2 separate regions of the Rattus norvegicus genome follow, and region 1 is linked to region 2. Evidence: chromatin contacts called from public Hi-C data. All regions are on one chromosome and are shown on one strand. Each heading gives the region's core, a stretch centred on a gene start, on an enhancer-like site or on the middle of the called end of the contact. The rest is flanking DNA. Distances are from core to core; before and after follow the strand shown.

Evidence for each region. A called contact is a pair of places that touch in the nucleus more often than the background predicts.
Region 1: a Hi-C map of psoas muscle shows a contact between it and region 2, with 1.5 times the contacts expected there. The contact joins the enhancer-like site here to the promoter of Slc38a2 in region 2.

Annotation. Positions count from the first base shown.
Region 1 is chr7:129,824,421-129,829,161 of GRCr8, reverse strand. It overlaps the pseudogene LOC120093719. Among named protein-coding and RNA genes, the nearest start is that of Slc38a2, 84 kb to the right of the region's middle. Within about 2 kb of position 2,466, at least 4 of the 93 cell types and tissues checked have an H3K27ac peak or open chromatin away from gene starts, as enhancers often do.
Region 2 is chr7:129,739,214-129,744,531 of GRCr8, reverse strand. It overlaps Slc38a2 (solute carrier family 38, member 2), which reads left to right and starts at 1,913. Exons shown (of 16, transcript NM_181090.3): 1 at 1,913-2,221; 2 at 2,803-2,997; 3 at 3,390-3,471; 4 at 3,617-3,732. The coding sequence starts at 2,882.

The DNA of each region.
Region 1 (4,741 bases), core at 1,217-3,716, 84 kb before region 2:
TTGGCAAACTTAGAAATACTTTTCATGTTGTCTCAACCTGGCTGATGATTGCTTTAGAACAAGTATCCCACTGTGGCCCGACACTTGATCTGCAGGATTCCTTAAAAGAAAGGGGCGGGTGGCAAGAATGTATCTTATGCTCCACAAAGATACAAAACGTTCTGGACATGGTCTAGCTCTCAAAGCGCTGTCAGATAGGTAGGTCACTTAAGTACTTCTAAAAATACGGCAGGGTAACTTTCCTGGCCTTGTTCTCCTTAGACACCAGACCAATTAATTAATAGACAAGAAATAGTCATCATCAAAATTTGCTTTGAGACAATTATAATATTTTCTCAATCTTTATTGTGTGATTCTTATGCATGGAATCTTCCATTCGATGTCCTTTTCTAAAGTCAGTGCTAAACTGCACACCTATATTTGTATTTGTATTGTATTGTTTTGTAACATTATAGAACCATTTTCTAGATCAGTTTATAAACCTTCATATTTGTTTTACCCTGTAATTGAAATTTACAGTGTGTTTCTGCTAATAGAATGTTCTCAAGTATCCCTGTCCCCGCCCCCTCCACCCACACAACCCCATCACAGCATGTTGACTTTACTAAATGCAAGAATATCTCTTGGAAGCTGCTTACGTCCAATAGCACTTTCTAGAATTCCATGTATCATTTGTTAAACATGCTTTTACATCCTCCTCTGCCAAAAGCTAATAGTTACAGATATAACATTGAACAGTACAGACGTAGTCCCGTCTCCACAGAAATGACTGCCAAAATAGATTTGGACAGGAACCCAGGGGCGCCAAATGGGAGAGCGATCCAGCTGCGGCCAAAGCAGGGGCTGCTGCAAAAGAGGAGCCTCATCCTAGAAGCAAGATCCAACGCGATACTCAAGCTCGAGTTCTTGGCATGCGCAGTTCCCACTGGGGTCCTGCAGAACATGCGCCTGCCCACTCTCGTGCATACCTGAGCATAGGGGGGTGCACATCCTGCAGGGGCAGTCTGATGTATTCCTTGAATAATATCAGTAGACACGAGCCAAGTGGTGTCTGAAGCTTTTTATGCAGATCTGGGGTTTTGTTTTGTTTTTCCACTCAATTCTGGTTTTGGAACAGCGTTTGAATCTAGACAGCCTAGCTTAGCCTTAGCTCTCTGGCCCTGACCTCCATGTCTCTGTACCCCAGAATGTTCGGGAGCACACCATACCCTACTTCCTTCCAGGACCACCCCCTACTTTGATGTGGAGAATCAGGGGAAGTGTTTCAATTCTCGAAGTTACTAAACCATGCAACCGGAAGTGGTGCAAGCACACCAAAACACCGAGTGCACCTGGCCTGGTTGCACAGAACTCTAGTTCCGGGCAGCTGTCAAGAGCGCTGTCAAGGTGCAGAGAGCTCCATGTTGGAATTCTCAACCCCAGAGGCCAAAGGTGTTTAGAGAGTGCCAGCTCGTAATGGGTAGGATGAAGGGCCAGATTCCACCACTGAAGACATTTTTTTCCACCAGGATCCTCAGCGACAAAGACGATCCAGCGCACGCCGCTGTCAAAAGGCACAAAAGGCAAATCCTTTCAAATCTACCAGCCTTGGTTAGCTATCCCTGGGGGTATGAGTGGATAAGGACCTTTATCCCATAAAGGAGACAGAATTCCAAGGGGGTGAGCAGCCAAGGTTGGCTTCACAGGCAGCAAATGGGTGAGGAAAGCAGAAACTAAGAAAAAGTGGTTGGCCTTTACTGCTCTTTCCATGTAATTCATGGACACTGGGGAGATCAGTAGAGCCACAGGAGACTGGTTGTCACCGTGCCATTTCCACTAGCCTTGGTGTGTGAGAGTGACAGTGGGGAGGACATCACTTTCACACTGAAGGAAAGTGGCCCGTTTGGATGTCATCTCTCTTGACTTCTCAAGGTGGTCAGTCATATAGCGAGCTGGTTTCTGTTGGGTGGCATGGCACTTTACAGTGCCTCTGTTTTGAGTCTTATTTTAGGCTATTTGGGGCCAGCATGGAAATGTGATCTGGGGGGGGGGGGGCGGAAGGTAGGGCTTCCTATTGTGTTTATGGAGCAGTGTCCTAGAACAGTAAGCTATAGACCAAGGGATGAAGGTACAAGAAAAACTGTGTCAGGAACAGCAAGACAGGCGAGAACGTAAACGCACTTGTCACCAAGTCTGGTGACCGGAATTCAACCCTCTGGAACCCACATGGCAGAAGGGAAAAAAAAACCACGCTCACAAGTTGTACTCTAACTTCTGCATGTGCCCTATGGCGTGCATACCTCCCTCGTCCGCATCCAGTAGATAGGCAAACAAATTTCAAATATTTTAAATTAAAAAAAAAATACAACGCTTCAACGAATAGAAGGAAGAAGCACACACAGAGGAACCGCCCTACACCCTGTCTGCTAAAGGGATTAGGGAGATGTGAGCACCTTCAAGTCACCCAAGACGTGAGAAACTGAAAGCATGGCAGGCTGGACTTGTCATCGGATGATATTTTTAGGAGAGCTTATTTTGCAAGCTAGAATTACAGGACAGAGAGATGCAGTCAATTAAAAGTATTTAAGGATGAGTTTCTGGCACGGAGGAGGGTGGCAGGAGAGCCATCACCCGTGACAGAGAACCAGAAGAGGCTACTGTTTCCACAAAGACCTGGGTGCCGCTTTAAGATGACATTTTAAGATAAACCGATTACACCCCAATAGCCCGTTCAAGACGTCAACAAAAGGGAGTGGCTTATGGAAGGACTAAGAACAAGGATCCAGAGGCTTTGCCTCACTGGAAAAGATTGCTGGGTTTGTTATTTCAGCCCTGTAGTCTTTGTTAAAGGTCCTAGCAGTGGTTGGGACTATAAAAATCACACTGCCTTAGAATCCCCACACTCTGGCTTTGTGGTCTATGAGACACTATTATCTGTCCCCGCTCCCCTTCGGAACTGAGTTATTCCTATACCCATGTAGGAGGCTCAAGAGTTAACATGGGACAGATGGGGAAACTGAGATTTGAGAAAGTCAAATAGATTCATGTGAACCTGCGTTTTCCCTCCACCCTACCTCTAGACCATGGGTTCCATCAAATGAGATCTGAGTCTGGAGGTCTTAATATTAAAGAGATGAAATCTCAGCTTTCTTGTCCTCCTCGGTCAAACCCATCTCTTAGGGTGCCTCAACCTTTAGTTACTGTAGCAATACCTGTGTCTTCTGTTGTACCTCTCAACTTCTTGTTGCTCAATAGGGTCCCATAGTCTATACAGAACCTGATAGAAGACCCCACACACACTGTCTATCCTGATCCTAATCCAATGATCGCCTCACTTTCCAAAGCCTTTCCTGTTTGGGTGGGTGTCTTTTTTCTAGACATGATCTTCCTCACCCACTTTTAACTGGAAAAGCCAGCCAGGGCTTCTCTGCCTTACTCTCCACCAACCCACAATGCCAGACACACAAAAGGTGCTCACTACCACTGTAAAGAGTCAGCCACTCTCTAGCCTGTTCTCCTCCTCTGTGACAAACATTACCCCATTATGGCCCCACGGAAAGCTCCATCATCTATTCTGGGAAATGTATCGGTCTCCTAAGACACGCTGTCTCAGTTGCCCGAGATCCAAACTTCTGACTTTGAATTAGATTTTATCTCCATGTCATTTGTACTTTCACCGCTCTTCCCTTTTCTCAGGAAGTAATGATTACTGGTATAAACTAACATCTATGGCCTGTTTATCATGGGCTAGGCATGCTAAATTAGGCATATGTACTGTTTCATTTCGTCCTCATGATCAGGCTCCTTACTCTCCTTAGCTGAGGAGACCAAGGCTCAGGGAAGCAAGGCAACTTCCCCAAACTCACACAGTTAGCATTAAAATCCACAAGAAACTCTGCTTTAAGCGTGCCACGCGGTGTGGCTATAGAATTACTTGTTCCATGGATGATTGGTAGATTGTATCCCCACCACCCCCGCCTCGACTATTCAAATGCAGACCCTTTCCACGACTGCCTCGTTTTAATCCTGTCAAAACACTTTTGAGGTTCATATTATTGTGTTCGGGGCTCTATGGGCCTCTCTAATTCTTAAGAACACTACTTAAAGTGAGGTTTCTCTGACTCAGTTTCCCCCTTCCTACAACGAATGACCTAGCTAACAGTCATCGTGAATATTACTTTAGTTTATGGATGCAAAGAATGCAGATTAGGTCACGTTGCTGTGTCTGGGGCTCTGTCATTGCGAGCCATTATCACTTTTGACCTGTCTCACCTCTGACCTCTGACCTTCCTTCCTCACCCAGGTCTCCATCCTAAGTTGCAGATACTCACTCTCCGGTTACCACACAAGGCATGATTCATTGCTCTCTAGCATTCAGGCTGTGCTTTGAAATAATCGTTTTGTCAAATAATGAAGAAATACGCCTGAAGGAGAAGGGCCAGCCGGTGTGAACCATCACAGCGCCCTGCGAGGTAGCTGGTGTGTACGCGAGGCGGGCAAACACTGGGTGGTTAGTGTATAAATGATTGCACGCAGGAAAAATGGAAGAGCAGGAAAGAAAGCAGATAGATGATAGCTGGAAAGCAAGGCCACTGAGCCTAAGTTGACCTGCAGGAGACTGGGAAGGAGAAAGACACAGGCAGAATGAAAAGCACTTTCTGTTTTCCCAGAGCTGTGTTTTGTTTAACACTTTGCCTCGTTCACCGTCAACCTTCTCCGTTTAAATGAAATTAGGATTTCCAAAGATACACGTTATGAAACC
Region 2 (5,318 bases), core at 664-3,163:
CGAACTATTCTGTTTCTGACCATCCAGAAACTCGGATAAAGGCCTCTAAATCAATCAATCTCCCTCCCTCCCTCCCTCCCTCCCTCCCTCCCTCCCTCCCTCCCTCCTTCTCTTCTTCCCTCCCCTTAACTATCCTATAGCAGGAACCACCACCAAAAAGTCCAAAGGACAATAGATGTAGTTGTATTTCGAATTGCAGCCATGACCAACAACCTACAGAACTTCCTGAATACCTCGGAGTATTCAGAGGGCAAGAGATTTACCTAGAATTAAAAAAAAAAAAAAAAAAAAGTGGTTTAAGACCTTTTGATTTTTATCAGTTGAAACCCGATAGAAAGGAATTTCCCAGGATTCCTCGAGCCCACCACCAAGCTTTTCCTGAGAGGAGCTGCTCGGATGTTACTGGGGTGAGCATTTGGAAAGAAGGTAATCAAGACTTTTCTAGTTCTGATTATCCGTCGAGTTCCTCACCTCCGGTCTGAGGAGAGTTCGGTCTCCATGGGGAGACTGTCGACACAAGACCACAAATTTGAACAATCTGAGGACTGTACAAGACAGCACAGATTTATAAAGTTGGGACACCCCAAAGTTTAGAAAACAGAACTGCCAAAAAGAGGTCTGAGGGGGGGGGGGCTTTAATCAAGGGAGGCTGAAAAAAGGGCGTTCCTGGTTCTTAAATCTAAAGCGACAGTGGCACTTGAGAGGGGCGAGGGGACGTGCAGCATTAATGTAAGACTATTGTTTAAGTGTGGCTGGCGGGACCAAAGGTTTAGGATGAGGAACAGTGTGTAAAGGGGAAATGGGGTCCTGCCCTGTCAATCACGAACACTGGCACAGGCTGAAGGCACCCCAAGTCTTACGTGCCACGGAAATAGCCAGCGTTACAGATTTCCTCAGGAAAACATTGAAGGCAAAAAACGGTGATCACACCCAGCCCTTTCCTCTCTGCCCAGCCCAATCTCTCCCACGTCCCCCAAAGGAAGAGAGCACTAGGTCAAACTCGTTTGTTTATTCCTCCATTCAAGCAGCATTTTTCTCTCTCCTCGGGGGTCTTTGTTCAACCCAAAAGGGAAGGGCCCTCGCCTTTCCGGCAGCACCGAATATTCTAGTCTCAGGGGCTCCCCGGGTCGCCCGACTCTGCAAGACCACAGCTCCACCGAGGGATCCGGGCCGCAGAGAAAGCTCCAGGCCTACATTCCAACGAGGGCGCGCGCTCGCTGGAAGCTGGAGGAGACGCTAACACCAGGGGTGGGGTGGAGGCAGGAGGGAAAGTGTCGGGCAAGAGGGAACAGGGCGCCCCTAGGCGGCCTCGGAAGGGCTGGGTCTCCCATCCCCGAACCCCTTTTAAGGGCTTGCTGGTCCAACGCAACCGTCCCTAGTACGCTGTGACACGTGCAACCCCAAAGTCTATCCCGCCACGGAACTGCGAGCCGCCCCTCATTCACCAGGCTAGTTGTGGAGAGTGAAAGCACATCTAGGTGGAAAGATCGAGAACACAACCGGGCCCCTCCGGGCAGCGTGGCAGCGCTGGCTCAAGTTCTGCGGGAGAAAAACCCTTAACGTAAATCTTAAGTCGCGGGCTGGGGGTGGTTTGGGGTGTCTGGGGGTGTAGGGTACCGCACACACGCCGGATGTGTCCCCGAAACGCAGCGTTGGAGACCGCGCTGGGAGGGAATCTAAGGAGCTGGCTCCTTACGGCAGCCGCGGGTGGCGGCCACCCACGGGGCTGCGGTGCCACGGCAGCCGGAGCCACGGGAAAGCGGGGTGCGGCTGGCCCCCCGACTCGGGGTGCGGGGCAGCAGCAGGGAGGCGGAGCCCAGGTGCTGTTGATACACAAAGACGAACGCCCGCGCCCCGCCCACTGACGCGGCTCCAGGCCGCTATAACTCGCGCTCCGGAGGCAGCTCCACACCGCGCCACGCCGTCGCCCGCGCCACCACCCCTTAGTCTCTGCTGGAGGATCGTGACCGCCATTCCCCGCTTTTTTTTTCTTTTTATAATCTCTTGAATAATTAAATCTAAGAAAGAAAAAAATCCATCTCTTGTGCCTGTTGGATTGCGGGGATTTTCTTTTTTTTTTAATTTAAAAAAGAAAGGAAAAAAAGGGGGGGGGGACTCCGACCACACTTATTTTTGCCTCGTTTTACAATTCTGGTGTGACCGAGACAGCCCGCGGGAGACGCTGCCGTGAGGTGGGCCAGCTCGCAGGAAGAGCACCGAGGTGAGGCGGGGGATGGGCGGTAGCGGGGACGCGGGCGGCGCCGGCGGCGGGAGAAGTGGGGGCTTGCGGGCACCCGGCCGCAACCTCCCGTTAGGGGGAGGGGGAGCCGCGCGCGGGTCTCTTGTCTGCTGCAAGCCGGGGTCTTGTGACTCCATTGGCTTGGAAACCCATCGTGGAGTCCGGGCGTGGGGAGAGGCGAGCCGAGAGGGCTTGACAATCGCCCCTCGGTATTGCATCAGTTCCTCCCGGGGCAGAGGAGGGGCCGGCGGCCGGCTACCCCGGGCAGCCGCGGCCGCGGGAGGGCTCGGCGTGTGCCCTGTAAACAAGCCCCGGCTGGGGCGGGGGGGACCGGGCTCGGCGCCGGGGCGGCTGGAGGGGCGCCGCGGCGGCGCATCTTTGTTCTCGCGGCCCCGCCGTCGGTACTTTTCCGCCCCTCTCCGCGCCCCCGCCCCTCGCTCGCCTGGTACTTTTCCACTCGCCTGGCGGGGGATGAATCAGCCGCGCTGCGCCGCCCGGCGGCGTCACGTGGTCGGGGGCGGGCGGGCGCCGCAGTCCTGACGCGCCGCCTTCTACCTTCGCAGGCAGCCTCGAGGGCCAGTGCGCCGCCAAGGACAAAAGGAAGCTCGCGCCGCGCGCTGAACACCGTTCCTCCGGATCAGCATGAAGAAGACCGAAATGGGAAGGTTCAACATCTCCCCGGATGAGGACAGCAGCAGTTACAGCTCCAACGGTGACTTCAACTACTCATACCCCACGAAGCAGGCTGCTCTAAAAAGGTGGGAGAAGTGAGCTTTGCAGAAAAGAAAAAAGAAAAAAAAAAAGACCTTGCACACACGGTCGCCTCGGGGCTGGAGGGATTGCTTATCGGTTACAGGCTAACGCTCACACCCAGGAACCAGAAGGCTCGCCCAGGGCTCCGGTCTTCTCCCTTGCTCACACAGCCCCGGAGAGAGTAGCCTCCTAAATTACCCGGTTGTTACTGCATGACCGATCGTATTGCCTTCTAGAACACCTAGCCCATGTGACGAGTCCTGCATTAACTTAAGCGGAACTGAAGGGCTATCTTACTCTATCTATGTAAACTATAAAAAAAACGTGGTGTTCTTATCTTTCCGTTGGGTGACAATGGTCTTTTTTAAAAAAAAAAATTTTTTTTTAATTTTTGCAGCCATTATGTGGACGTGGACCCCGAAAACCAGAACTTTTTACTTGAATCGAATCTGGGGAAGAAGAAGTACGAAACAGACTTTGTAAGTTGACAGTACTCTTTATGTGCCTGGCTTTGTGGAGTAAACGAATAGTGTTACTTTTAGATTTCAAATCTGACTTGCCCAAAGGTGGTTTTTCTCCTTTTAATTATTGTTATATGTTTGGTTATCGTTTCCCTCTGTGTAGCATCCAGGTACTACTTCCTTTGGAATGTCAGTATTTAATCTGAGCAATGCGATTGTGGGCAGTGGAATCCTTGGGCTTTCTTATGCCATGGCTAATACTGGAATTGCTCTTTTTATGTAAGTATGTGTAAGTAGTGAGCCTGCCGTGCGGGGCAGTTAATATGATAAACGTATTCTTGGCTCCAGGAGAAAAAAAAAAAGCAGCTTGCTGTTCTCAAAGTGTTTAAAAAAAATAACTTAGATTTTAAAGTGTGAGAAATCCGAATCTGTTTCTAATGTGTACCGTGTGTCCTTGTGAAAGCAAGTTAGAACTCGGGGTAGCGCTTAAAACTGACGGGTTAAAAAAGCCAGTCTTTCCAGAAGGTGTTGCTAACTGAAAGAGATCGGATAAGTCTAGAGTAAGGAACTTTTGGTCTAAGCGGAAGTGGAGTGGCTCCAAATAGGTTCCATGTCGACTGTCTTGCCCTAAACCCTGTGACCCTTATACACACACAAGGAAAAGCAAGTTCGAGGTATATGAGGTGTGGTGATATTTACCTAGCCTAGAACATATTTGTCTTAGAACAAGTGAGTCATAATTTTCTGGATGCTAAAAAGCAAACTCACCTTTAAAAAAAAAATACCGTCTTTCAAGATCCGTATGATTGGTGCCTGACTTTTAAATAAGAGCCTACCAATTTGTTTTTGTTTTTTAAAGTTATTTTGGCTGATCCTCTTCCCACAAGTCATGTTTAGAGGTTGCCCGTGTTGGGGTCACTTACCTGTGGGTGATATATGATTGAAGGGTCAGCAGTAAAGTGCTCGCCGGGCGTGCGAGATTCCCAGTGCTGTCAGAGCAGTCAGGAGGGAAGACCTGCTGTTTCCAAGTACCTGAGCATGTGTACGTTGAGTGTGTAGTTTTCCTGTCAGAAGTTTCAGACTGCCTATAGCTGGAGGCCAAGGCCCCAGTGACTTCCATAACCTACACACCGATGAGAAAGACGCACTCTGCAATTGTCCCTTTCTTTTTTGCGACAGTTAAAATGTTTTGATTAGCTGCTAGGTACCTACCGCTCAATTTACTTTCTCCATCGTGATTTTAAAGAAAAGAATGTTCATAAGAAAAGTTCTGCTTCGTGAGAGCCCACACGGATGTTAAGTCTGGCTTGGATGTTAAGCCTTGGCTTAAGTTTTAAGATGTAGAATAGGGGTTTTCTTGCCAAAACAAGGCCTCGGGAAGTCTAGGTACAGAACAGCCTGAAATTCCAGGTTTTGTTGGGAATTTGAACGGCTGGAATCAAAGTTCAGTATTTGAAACCCTTCCCAGCTCTTGCCATGAAAACTGGGGACAGTTTTTAAATTTCTACCAGTGCGGTCATCGGTAACTTGTTTCGTAACTGAGAGTAAAAGGTAACGGTGTCACCCTTGAGCATTTGGGATCCTGCTCTGATAGCTTACGATGTACTCTATTAACCTTTTGATAAGTGGCTAAGCGGTATCAAGATGGTGTGAGTTTTTCTATTCATCCAAACTTGCATTGCATATAAGGGTAAATGGGCCAAAAGCCACATGCTGAAATGGCCAGCCGACCTTTTTACAGAGAGTTTAATCTTCAGGTTGAAAGTGACCTCCAGGGGCATTGTCATCCCTGTAAGACACAGCACCTAATTTGCTCTAACTGCTCCCCGAAAGGGGTCATGTTCTCGGTGTCACCCCAGAACCAG